Linked DNA regions of Mus musculus: region 1 is linked to region 2. Evidence: chromatin contacts called from public promoter capture Hi-C data. All regions are on one chromosome and are shown on one strand. Each heading gives the region's core, a stretch centred on a gene start, on an enhancer-like site or on the middle of the called end of the contact. The rest is flanking DNA. Distances are from core to core; before and after follow the strand shown.

The links. Promoter capture Hi-C pulls out the DNA fragments that hold promoters and counts their contacts.
Region 1: a contact with region 2 is called in a promoter capture Hi-C map of erythroid cells, with 6 times the contacts expected there. The contact joins the promoter of Rbm38 here to the promoter of Ube2v1 in region 2.

Annotation. Positions count from the first base shown.
Region 1 is chr2:173,018,114-173,024,680 of GRCm38.p6, forward strand. It overlaps Rbm38 (RNA binding motif protein 38), which reads left to right and starts at 3,789. Exons shown (of 4, transcript NM_019547.2): 1 at 3,789-4,157; 2 at 4,679-4,802; 3 at 5,214-5,268. The coding sequence starts at 3,927.
Region 2 is chr2:167,629,126-167,635,244 of GRCm38.p6, forward strand. Ube2v1 (ubiquitin-conjugating enzyme E2 variant 1) reads right to left here and starts at 2,880. Exons shown (of 4, transcript NM_023230.2): 1 at 2,815-2,880. The coding sequence starts at 2,836. Gm31852 (a long non-coding RNA gene) reads left to right here and starts at 3,349. Exons shown (of 3, transcript XR_375265.4): 1 at 3,349-3,708; 2 at 4,011-4,129.

The DNA of each region.
Region 1 (6,567 bases), core at 2,539-5,038, 5.4 Mb after region 2:
AAGAAGGTTGTGGGACAGGGTGTTATCTGTCGACTCCAGGGTAGCAAGGTTTCACAACAGGTTTTCATGTCCACTGTCTTGGCACCTGATGCCACCCACATCCTGCCTGAGGTGCCTGAAAAGCAGCAGCAGAGATTCACAGTCAGGCTGTCTCTAGAACAGTGTGTGACGGGTTTTTCCTCTTTGTTTGTTTGTTTGTTTTACAGTTTTGTTGGTGGTGGTGGTGGTGATGAAACAGAGCTGTGTGTGTGTGTACACATTTGAATGCAGGTCAGAGGACAACTTTGTCCAGTCAGTTCTCTTCTATCTTTATCTCTATTCTGGGGATTGAACTTGGGTGTCTAGGCTTCCAGTTAAGCACATTTGACTCCCTGAGTCACCTTGCAGACTCCTAGCTCCAGAAAGGTTTTCAAAAAACCGGCTTGCTCCAAGATGCTATCTCTCACTTCCTTATGGTGTAATCTCTGGTTCCTCGGTCCCCTTGCTGGGTCTCTGGCATTTATTTAGCTTTTGCTGGCTCCCGGGGCAGGATTTCCCGCACTAAAACGGGATCCTCCACAGCACGGGCCAGCGTTGAGAGCATCACAGGGGTGGTAAGAGCTGATGGTAGTTTCAGGCTTGTGCCAAGAGCTCCGCCCAGAGGTGCTGACCCTGTGAGAGTTATAATTATCCCCTAGTGGCAGGAGGGTTCCAGGGACTGGCCAGCCCCAGTCCCGCCCCTTGTCCTTCTCAGAGCCAGCTAGCTAGGCAGCCTGTCTATGCCCACACCATCAAGGTTCCTGACGACTGGCCTTGCCAGCTGGGGAGTGGGGCAGCCCAAGCCTGAAGCCTGATGGGTTCTGAGCTTGAGAGAAGTTTCTTTTTGTCAGGTGAGGTTGGCCCAGCACAAACAGGTTTAGACAAAGTTTAATCAACTGATAGTCAGAACAGCTGGGTTATAGCCAGCAGCACCCCACTCTAGCCCAGAGGATGAGGTGTCAAGGGTTTCCCCCCAACTCCTGAGTTCAAATCCTGACTCTGCCCAATCTGGCTGTTTTGTCCTGGACCGTGCACCTACCTCTCTGGGATTCTGTCTTCCCAGACCTCACAGCAGGGGACCAGGGCAGCTTCTGAACGAGACTGGGAGGATGAAGTGGGGTCTCAGAGTTGGATTGGCTCAGGATCCTCTGTGGATGAGCCTCCGTCCACCCCACCTGAGAACCAGGCTGACGAGAATGGTATAAGGCTGCCTCTGGTTAAGTCATCTATCTAGGGAACTCCTCAGTGAGCCAGCACCGCAAAGGCCAGATGAAGTTCATGTTTAGTGATGCTAGAGGCAGTTGCCAGTACTCAAGAAATACCACTGAGCCAAGCTCAGGGGGCAATAGCAGCACGTGGGAGGCTGAGGCAGGAGGACAGGAAGTTAGAGGTTGGCCTGGGCTGTATAAAGAGACCCTGAGTGAGAGGTGGCAGGGAGGCGGGGATTCGTTAGTAACTGCAGCTGTCACTTCTGGGCCTTTTGCAGTCACCCTTCCCTCTCCCCACTGGCCGCGCTTGCTTTCTTGCCCTCTTTGTCCCCTCCTAAGTGCCCACCTGGGCAACTGTGCCTAGCGGGCGTGCTTTTTATGCAGACTTCTGCAACTGCACGGTTCGGGAATGAAAGCTTGGCGAGTGATTGCTTCCCATTCATAGCAACCCTGGCCCGGAGTCGCGGCCGTTAGGGCATAAGTGTTCAGAGCAAGGCGAATCCACACGCATGGGAGGGAGGTGGAGAGCCTGGACAGGTGCAAAAGTGGGTGATACGGAAAACCCAAAGAGTCAGGGGGAAGCTACGAACAGGGACGGCCATCCCACAGCCATAGTTTCAAACTCGCAGGTTTAGCCAGCCCCCCGGGGTCACGCCCGTGCGCCGCGTTCTCGCATGTTCGGAGGTCCCCTCCCCCTCCTCCCGCCCAGCACGTGCCTGCAGCGTCCGCCCAGCGAGCTTCTTGGGGCGGGGCCCTAGGGAAGCGGAGGGGCGTGGCTGGGCGGTGGCAGGGGCGGTGCTGGGACTTGTAGGCGAGGAGCCCTGAAGCTAAAACAGTCTTTGCCACCAGCTGCGCTATGCCACACTGGGGAAACTGAGGCCCCAGGAAGGAATCGAGGTGGCTCAAGACTTCAGGGCCAGGAAGTCTCGACGCTTTAGGAATAAGTAAAAAAAAAAAACAAAAACAAAAACAAAACACACTTCAACGAGTTTTCAAAAGGCGCTTCTTTAAGGGGTCTTTGGTCTGGAGCCCCCTCCTCTTTACGTTCCACCAGGGATTCACTCAACAGACGCCTCTCTTGCTAATCCCTACGCTACGCCTTGAGCAACACTTGCTAGAGAGCTCCGTCAGCAGCAGAAGACCTTAGACCAGAAAGAAGCCCCGGTTGGGTAGGGTCTGGGGAGAACAAGCCTTACAGCAAAGGAAACTTGAAGCGAGGAAGGTAAAGCCAAGAGAGTGAGGCGCTGGGCAGGGGTATCCCCAGCAGGCTCGGAGTTCTGCTCTGTGTGAAGGGGACTAGACTGACTGGGGCTGAACCTGCCCAGAGGCTGCCTGCCTTACTGTCCGCCTTGACCAGTGGGGCCAGGCCAGTTTTAGCCCCACTAAAAGCTGTAGGTCTTCAGGTCCCAGTGTGATAACCAGGAATGGGGACATGAGGGACGCAGGATCAGGGCTGCTTCCTGGCCCGGAGGCTAAAGCATCGTGCCTGCTTCTGTGCTGAAATTCCCATTTTCTTCTTTCTATTTTATGGTTTCCCATCATACAGGCTAGCTTCTGACTTTCTGTGTAGCAGGGTATGGACCCGGAACCCTCCCACCCTCCCAACTCCTCAGTATTAGGATCACCGGTGTATTCCACTCGGCTGTTTGAAATTTCTGTCTCTAACAAGGGCCCCACGTTTGCATTTGCGCTGGTGGGGAAGAGTTCTGCAGACTGGCATCATGGTCCCAGCCTTGGCCCACGTTCTACACAGGCCATGTCATGCCTTCTGCTTGTTCTCCTGCTAAGGGTGACCCCACAGGCGGTCCCATGTCAGTGACATGGGAGCCCAGCCGCCTTTGTTCTTCCTCACAGTAGAAAGTAGAAAGTAGAAAGCTCTTAGCTTTCTACAAGACTGTAAAAGGTGTATTCACTATCGATTAGCCCTCATTTTCACAGACTACCTAGTGTCCCGGGGTATGCCATTGTTGAAGTCCCAGCAGAGAATCCCTGACACCACAGGACCGCCAAAGTACGTGTGATGTATTATGGTGTGCGTGTGAATTATTTTTATAAACATGGCAAATTCACTTTGCCCTTTATTTTTATTTTTTATTTTTTGGAGACAGGGTATGATTTAGTCCAGCTGGCCTCAAACTTAGTATATAGCCAAGGGTGGCCTTGAACTGACTCTCTTTCTTGAGTGTTGGGTTTACAGGTGTGTGTCACCAGCCAGGTTTTTGTGATGGGGAGATCAAACCACAAGGGTTCGCGAATGAGTAGCTGAGGCACTCCTTCGGACCTTTTTTTTTTTTTTTTTCGGACCTTTTAACAAGTACGTTTGCACCCCTAGTCGCTCGGGTGTAAACCACTGAATCAAGCAACGCTTGGAATATACCGGACCGTGCGCCCCGCGAGACAGACAAGCTGATACCGGCGAGCACCTAGGGGCTAAGTCACCTCATTCGCCGGACCCGCGTCCTGGCACGCGGGACGTACTTAGAACTACAATTCCCGGCGGCCCCCGCTTCCAAAGGCGTGTCTTAAACGAGAGGGGCGTGACCGCGGGGCGTGGCCGGCTACAAAGGCGGCCGGCAGCTCGCAGGGCGCGGAGTAGACGCTTCGCGGCGGACGGAGAAGCGGCGCGGGACAGCGTGGGGAACTCGGATTCGGCCTGGGACACCCCCGCATGCGCCGGCCGGCTCGGTAGCGGCGGCCCCGATGCTGCTGCAGCCCGCGTGCTCCCCGAGTGTGTTTCCGCGGCCGTCCGCCGCCCCCAGCGCCATGCACGGCTCACAGAAGGACACCACGTTCACCAAGATCTTCGTGGGCGGCCTGCCCTACCACACCACCGACGCATCGCTCAGAAAGTACTTCGAGGGCTTCGGAGACATCGAGGAGGCCGTGGTCATCACCGACCGCCAGACCGGCAAGTCCCGCGGCTACGGCTTCGTGAGTGCCCGCGGCGCGCGCACCTGCCGCCGCCCCTCCCCCACCGCCTCCCAGACCCGCCGCGCGCAGCCGGGACTCCGGGGCTTCCCGGGGCCGTCGGCCCTTCCCCCACACTTTCCAGCTGCCCCAAAGAAGCGTAAGCTGTTAGCGCCAGCGACTTGAAGACGGTTTCCCACTTCCTTCCACTCTAGTGTCCCCAAACTAATTCTCTGAGAAAGTTAACGGTACTTACTGATGGCCTGGACAGCGGGGGGGTGGGGAGGACTCCCCTTGAGGTTCCCTTTACTCCACTTCCTAGGGGATTGTCGCTGTCCTTGAAGGCACTCCGCACTTGAACTTTGGGGAAGGAGCTGCAGCCCTGGAGGCAGAGAAGACAGTGCCCCAAGGGTCCTAAATACCAGATACTCTTCTGGGAGGAAAGACCCAGAGATGGCCCGATGCCCGGGCAAAACCCCCTTCCCTTCTCTGCCTTGTTTTCCTCAGCCAGCCACCAAAGCCCCTGACCCTCTGTGTTCCTGCAGGTGACCATGGCAGATCGGGCAGCGGCTGATAGGGCTTGCAAAGACCCTAACCCTATCATCGATGGTCGCAAGGCCAATGTGAACCTGGCCTACCTGGGTGCCAAGCCTAGGAGCTTACAGACGGGTAAGAGCTTTGAGTTTTCTTTCCAGCCCTCCTTGTTTCTATATTCAGCTTTGGTATCTGTCTGATGGAAAAACGCTGCCCCCGCTCCCCCTTTGTCCCCGAGTGGCAGCCAGCAATCATGTGCCTGCAGAGGCAGCCCAGGGCAACCACCCCTGGCTTGGGAGCTTGCTCCTCTTTCTCGGCAGTTTATGGTCCCAGGGATAATGATTTTTTTTTTCCAAAGTCTCCTACTCTTGGGGAGGGAAGAAGTCAGATGCCGACCAGGCAGGGGATCATCCCGAAAAGCTGGTACAGCCTGTGGACTTAATGTGCTTTGACCAGGAGAGTGGCGCGTGTTATTTGCCCTCCCTGTGTGTGGCCCTGGGACCTTACCCATGCAGTGTGCTGTTCCTAACTGCTCTCTTGTTTTAGGCTTTGCTGTTGGTGTGCAGCAACTACACCCCACCTTGATCCAGCGCACCTACGGGTGAGTGGCTGTAGCTGGCTGTGGGTGGGAAGGAAGGCCTTGAGGTGGGACAGCTGTGGACCTCTCAGCTCTTCTCAGGGCTGGGGAATGGCTGTTTTCAGAAATTAGATTGTGTATTGGGGGTGTGGAGGGAGAGATAAGACCCACTGCATTTCTCTAACCCAGAGGGGAGCACATGTCTTCGAGCCTGGTGTGTACCTTGCCCCCAGTTATGCGACACCTCCTCAGCCAGGTGTCACATGGGCATCCACTTCCTCACCTGTGCAGTGAATGAATGTGGGGACAGCTTTTCTAACTCTCTCGAGTTGGGGAGTTTGGCACACACCTAGTGCGGGCAGCTCTTCTGAAGTGTATGTTAAGGCTGGACCTGGTGGGCTGGGCTCTTCCTGGAGTGCTCTCTGATGTGGGCAGATGCCACGAAGGTAGCTACTGTGGGTCTGTACCAGCTGAGGTTTGATGTTTGTGAATGGCATAGTAGGTGACTGCCACTGGTTGGCTTTTTGTGTGAGTCACTTGCTCTGTATCCCCCTCCTTCTATCTTGAAAAGACTGATAGGCCTGGTAGCTACTTAGGGAAGGACTTGCACAGTTAAAGAGACACAAAAGTTGGACCCTGGTACTTGGTCTGTTTGTTCAGTGTAGACTAGCTGTGAATGAGCCGGTGGGTGGGGACTCTGACACGGACCCTACCTTCTGCAGTGGCAATCTTGTCAAATCCTGGCTGCTGGGTTTTGTGTCCCAGGTTGGGGGGTGGGTAGAGTGGGGTGTCTGTTGGGGCTGGAGCTGAACTTGGCCAGCACAGTGGGTCAGATGACTGGAGAGGGTGCTGCTTGCTGTCTCTAAATGTGCTTGTCCCGTAGGGTGGCACCAGGATTCTTCACAGTCATCCTTGGGGACTGATGGGAGTTGAGCAGGAGCTGTCGATGGGGAACTATGGTTTAGGCCCCAGCCTGTGTTTCCTGCCATGGGGTTCTCCTGGGGAAGTTCTTGGGGTGCTACTGTGACAGATTGTTCCAGATCGCATTTCCCCTGGGATCTGTTTCCTATGTGTAATGGCTGCCTGGACAGAGTGTGGGAACATCCCAGCCTTGGAAACTTCGTATTAGCTTCTCCCTGCTGGCTGTGAGGAGAGTGCTTGCTCTCCAGTAGCTCGCTCGTCTCCTGCTCGCTCTTCTCCTGGGGCTGAGCTTCAGGCTGGTGCTGGGCTGCGCTGAGCTATGTACAGACGGACTGGAACAGGGCCTCCCACTGGCTCAGACGCATAGTTACTGCCTCAGGGACACTAGTGCTTGGCCTCTGT
Region 2 (6,119 bases), core at 1,630-4,129:
TCTGGGCAGCACAGCGTTGTGGGCTGCTGGATGAGAGGAACGACCTGGCAGCCAAGGGCCACTGTCTGACATCCTGCAGTCCTGGACACACAGGAGAGACGTCCCTTCAATTGTAGACATCTTGAGTGGCTGTAGTGGGCTCATCTCAGCTCCTCTCTGAGACCTGCGCCAAAATTACAACAGCGAACAATGTGGGAAGATGCCAGCAGCAGTGACCATACCACCTGAGCTGGGCGTCACAGGACTCCAAGGCCACACAGTGGTTTCCTGGTAACCAGGGCACAGATTAATGACCAGGCTCAGTCTACAGGCGGCCCAAGGCCTGAGCACACCTGAAGGTTGTAGCAGGGAGAGGAGACTAAGCACCAAGTTTAACGAAGGTCCTGCTTCCACTCTCACCACTGCAGTCTCCTGATGCCTTGGGGCTCAAGTCAGAGCTCACCATTCATCATTCTCTTCAAGGCATTCATTCATTCATCAACCAAACACTCAATGCTGCTCATAGCAGGCATCTGTTCCATGGCTCCCCCTTGCACTTAGTAAAGCCCAAAGTCTTCTCTCTCCATCTCATTACTAAGGTCCTTTGTTACGGGAGGGGCACAAGTGGAGGGCGGCGGGCAACTGTGGAAGCCGTTCTTTCCTCCAACCATGTGGAGATCAAGCTCAGGTCCCAAGGCTCGCCAAGGGCCTTTTGTCTGCTGGGCCACCTTACTGCCCCATGGCCTTTAATCTCATCTTTCAACACAAGTGTCCCCACCGCACCGATGGTACTTTCCCACGGCCACAGGCCTTGCTCTTCCCACCACTGGTCTCAGTTCCAGGGTTGGCCCTGAGAGAAGCCTGCCCCCTCCTCATCAGACTCGCTCATCACAGCACACAATTTTCTTCAGAGCACTTCCTGCTTTTTGGAGTCACTTTATTTCCATCCTGAATGGCCTTCTGTCTGGTTTGAATGAAACCTAAAGACAGTGCTCTGTCTACCTTGTCTGCTACTAGTAACAGGACACAAGAGGCCCCAGGAACCATCTGTGGACTAGACAGGCGCTGAGGAACGCCTGTTTCTGGGTTCCCTAAAGCCTTCCTATGCTATCTAAGCTGTGCTATGTGCGCTTCCTTCTTTTCATGGAGCTAGGGATGGAATCCAGGGCCTCCGACTTGCTGGTCAGATCACTCTAGCACTGAGCCTCACCCAGCCCAAACTCTTCTGGATTCTGTACACAGCAGCTGCTGCTGAGCTGCTGTTTCTATCTGCACTCCTGAGGCACGGGCAGGGCCTCAGAAGTTAGAAGTGGCTGTCAAACCGGATCCTGAGATGTCCTAAAGCAAGGACAAGCAGTGCTGACTGGTAGGGCCACCCCAGTACTGGCTGCCTGGCACCTCTCTGCGAGATACCCTGCATCCCACCCCAGTACAGCCTGTGGCAGACTGGGTCTTCCCAAGTGCCCACCGCCATGTGTTTGTCAGGAAATGGACTGACTTGGCTCCGCAGTCTTCTCCAGGACACACCAGGCACTGTGTGGTGGGTCACTGCAGGCAGCACCTCTCTGCTTCCCACCCCACAACATCTCCTCTGGTGGCCTCACAGCCCCAAAACACCAGTGCCTAGGCTGGTGGCCTGTCCTTACCCCTTGCTCACCTCCACCAACAGACTCCCGAGGATATAGCCCCACACCAGAAGGGAGCACCCACTCTCTCCTGAATCCTTCATTGGAAAAGCAGACTCCCATGCCTTCCCAGACCCCGGGGGATCTCCTTCACCAAACCCACTCCACCTTCTCTAGCCTGCCAGAGTCCATGGCTCATAATCAAGTACAGGTTGCCGGTTCTAAGGCAGCAGACCCTTCGGGTCTCCCCATCTGGCCTTCTCTTCTTAGCCCATCAGAGACCGACAAGAGCTTCTCCCCTAAGAGCATCCCCTTTACCCTCTTGCTATCCCTTCCATTTGATCCAAGGGCTCTCATTTCACTGCTCCTCTCCTACCCATCCAGATAATGGAGAGTTTCTGAGTTGAACCCACATATTTTCCCCCAATTCGCAGAAGGATTAGGAGTGACAGGCACTTCCTCCATCCGCTCCCCGCAGGAAGAGGTTTTTCTTCTCTAAAAGCAGCATCTGCGGGACTGCACCCCATCCCATTCTCCCCACTGCAGGAGCCTTCCCAATGGCGACACGCCCCAACAGACCCCACCCCACCCCCCGACACACACACCAGGGCTTCCTAGGCACCTGCTCGTGCCCATCCAACGCGGCGCTCGGCTCCCAGCGCGCCTTCTGAAACCTATCCCTGGTCTCTGCAACCCAGGCCTGCTCCCACGGCAGAACGCCCGGGCTCAGCCCGTGCAGGTGCCCGGATTTCCCTGGGAAGCGACCACCACGATGAGAGCAGCCCCGACCCTAAATTGACGCGGGGCCCCGGCGGCCTCGCCTGCGGCCCGCGAGGCTCCGTGCGTGTTCCCTAGGGTTGCGCCCGCGTACCCCCGCCGGGCATTCCCGGCTCCCAGTCGCCCGGGCCAGCTCCCAGCGGGACCTCGCCCGGGCATTCCCGAGCACACTCGGCCCCTCTGCCGGCCTCTCCCCCACCCCCCGCCCCCCGGAGGCGCCCGAGCCTCCGGCTTGGCCGCACCGCCCACGGCCCGGCTGCCCCCGCCCGGGCTTCCGGCCGCCGCCTGATGGTCCCAGGCCCGGCCGAGCAGCCAAACGCAGCCGCAGGGACAGCGCGGAGCCCTGTCCCGGCCACCATGGCCTCCGCTAGACCGGGACCAAGCCCAGGGAGCCCGCGCCCCGTCCGCCAGCACGCCCGGCGCCCCCGCTCACCCGAGCCTGTGGTGGCTGCCATCTTGCGTCGCTGTCGCTCGAAGGCCGGCCCCTTCTTCACCCCCCCTTGAGTTTTTCTCCGGGCGCTAGTGCGCAGGCGCAGGTGTAGGCGCAGCCGCAAACGGTGCCGCTGACGCCCGCTCGGGGTCGCAGGAGCCGGGCGGGAAGGGCTTTGCCCGAGTCTTCAGTGAGCGAGCATGAGGGCGGGGCAACCTGCAAGCCCCGCCCAGCCCGAGCGCGGGGGAGGCGTGCAGGTGCTCGGCTCGAGGGCCCCGGGGTGACCGTGCGCTTCCGGGAGAATAGAATGGGGGGGAAGGGCTGTGGAGCCCCGCGCCTGTTCCCAGGCTGTTTCCGTCCCCCTGTGTCCTCACCACGTAGCGAAAATGAAACCGCGAGAGATGAAGTTCAACTCAACTGCTAAGTAGCTGAGTCAGAATTTGACCCCAAGCCAGATGATCTTTGTTATGGGGTATATGGAGAAAAATAACACCGAAAGGCCTGAATGCGTCAAATTGTGGGCCAGTACAATCTTGTTTCCGGCACTGTTGCTGTTCTGGGGCCTGAAGCATGTAGGGACAAGGTGCAGCTAGGGGCTTGAGAACCACCAACCTTGAGACATGCATTCTGCTTGTTTGTTTGTTTGTTTGTTTGTTTAGGGGTTTTGTTCGAGACATGCTCTCAACTCAGCTGTCCAAGAGCCCACTATACAGAGGATGACCTTGGCTGTCTGATTCTTCGGCTTCTGCCTCATGCTGGGGTTGCAGGCTTGTGTTTTAGAGTTCTTCTTAGAGATGGAATTATGTGGGAGAACTGTGCTTGGTGCCGGACATGGCAATGTCTCCACGAAATGAGATTCTCTTCTCAATTGCTACATTCTAGTTGGACAGAGAACAAGTAAGCCAATATAAATAGATAAATATACATTTTACCTATGATAAGATAGGGGACAAACCTATAAAGGGCACCAGGAAGAATCAGAAAAGGCCTCCTGCAAAGGTCTGAAGACACTTGTCTGCATATAGAGTAAACCCATCACAAAGCCACCTTTGATGTGAAACCCTTAAGGGGACTTGGAAATCGAGGATGAAGTAGCCAGATAGGCTGCAGATTATACTGCTAAGAGGGACAGCAGAGGGGCAAGGAAGCTGGAGACATTCCTGGAACATTCCATTTGTCATCTGTTTGGTGTATTCTAGGTAGCTCCACTGCATTTCCTCTTGAGGAAGTACGTGGTAAGCTCAGAACTACCGTCCTGCAGAAGATGCACACCAGCCTAGGAGTCTGTCCCACAGAACAGAGGGAACCAGGTCTCTAGGTAAACTGGGAAGGGTGAGTGCACAATACACTGAGGCTCTGCTCCCGGGGCTGGGGCTATGCTGGGGGCCGTGACGTGTCTGTGGCCTTGTATTTATGAAGGCTTTCCCTGTTTCCCAATATTGTACCTGCTTGCCGAAGTGTCTGCAGGTTTGAGTCCACAATACTACGACAGCCTCACTCTAGCCTTGACCTTATGACACATGCAGGGCCTCTCTAGCGTGTCTCTGCCTCTTCTCGAGGCTGCTGGAACCTCACATGGTCTCCCTGTCCTCAGAGCCTTTGGGCTCTCCTATTGTAATCGTCTCTGGAGGCTCTTGAGATGCCAGGAGTTCCAGCTGCTTGCCATATAGCTTGCCTTTGCTTCACATGTCACATGACACAAAGCGTCCTTTGGACGCACAGACAACATTCGCTCCGGGTTTCGAGCCACTCTAAAGCACTGGGACCTAGAGCAAGCATTTGTCTCTGGAGGCTGACTCACTTCAGAAGTGAGAGTCTCTAGATTTGGGTCTTCATTGTGAATCTTTTTGGGTGGCTTCTGCTGAGAGGTTTGTAAAGATAGCACCCCTGTAATTGCAGCAGTAGGGAGGCTGAGGCTGGAGGCTGGAGAGTTGGGGCCTGCCTAGAATACATGGTCAAGACGCTGACTCTAACAACAAAGTACACCCCCAGAGGTTTGAAGCACCTAGTATCTGGTTCAACATTCTGAAAAGGGGCTAGTCTCACTCTATGCTTTGATAAATACCCTGGACGATGAGAGGATGCGGGTGCGGCAGGAAATCTGGCATTTGCTAAGCCACGTATAAATGCCAGGCACTGCTAAGAATGGTTCCATTTTAAAGATGAGGAAAAGGAGGCTGGGGGCTCGAGAGATGTCTCGACAGTTTCAAGCATTTATTGCTCTTGCTAAGCACCCAGGTTCAATTCCCAGCACCGATACAACTGCTGTTCTGACCTCTTAGACATCAGGCACGCATGTATCCATGCGTACAGCAAACCTTCATAAACATAGCAGTAAAAAAAAAAAAATCTTTGATAGGAAATTCCAGGCCAGGGCGAAGGAAGGATTCTGTCTCAGAAAAGACAGGAAAGGAAGGTGAGAAAACAGGATCTGGGCCAATAGGTGAAGTGACGGCCAAAACACAACTCTTTATCCTCTATGCTCATAAAATTTCTGCCAGCAGATGCATCTTGCAAGCAAAAGTGATCTTGCAAATTCCCACGAGAACAACGTAAGAGGAAGGGGGGGGGAGGGAAAGAGCGCCCCGGGGCATGCTGGTTATTGTAGTCCAGCGGTGGCCTGCTGGGAGTTGTAGTACTTGGAGTTCACATTTCCCTCAAGGAGACTCCGCCCCTTTCCATGCGTCACATCGAGTCCCCAGAGAGGGATTCCTCTTGCTGCTCACCCACGCGCATTGCGCTTGAGATCAGCTGATAGGCATGAGAGAATCCAGTTTATCGGATTGGTGGAAAGATTAAAGTGGTTAACTACCGAATTTAGAAGAGTGTTCGGCACTAAATGCTAAGTCTTAGTTATTTAATCCTCAGTGACCCTAGCAAAGAAGCTTCGAGGCTCCAGCAAAGTAGCACCTTACAGCCTACATTTGTCAGATAAGGAAACTGAAATTGGGAGCAGTTAGTTCTTTCCAGGATCACACATCGAGGAGTGAAATTAGATTAAAAAGGTTATTGGTTTTTATGTGGTAAATGAAAGAAAGTCAACCAAACCAAACCAAAAAAAAAAAAAAAAAGAAGAAGAAGAAGAGGAGATGGCTCAGCTGTTGAGAGCACGTGTCGGGCAGAGGACCTGGATTCAATTTCCAGTATCTTCATGGCAGTTAACAATTCTTAGCTCCAGTTCCAGGGTACCCAGTGCTGCCTTCTGGCCTCCATGAGCATCAGGAGGCACTCACATATATATACACAGGCAAAAACTCATCTTTTTTTTTTTTTTTTTTTTTTTTTTTTTTTTTGGTTTTTCAAGACAG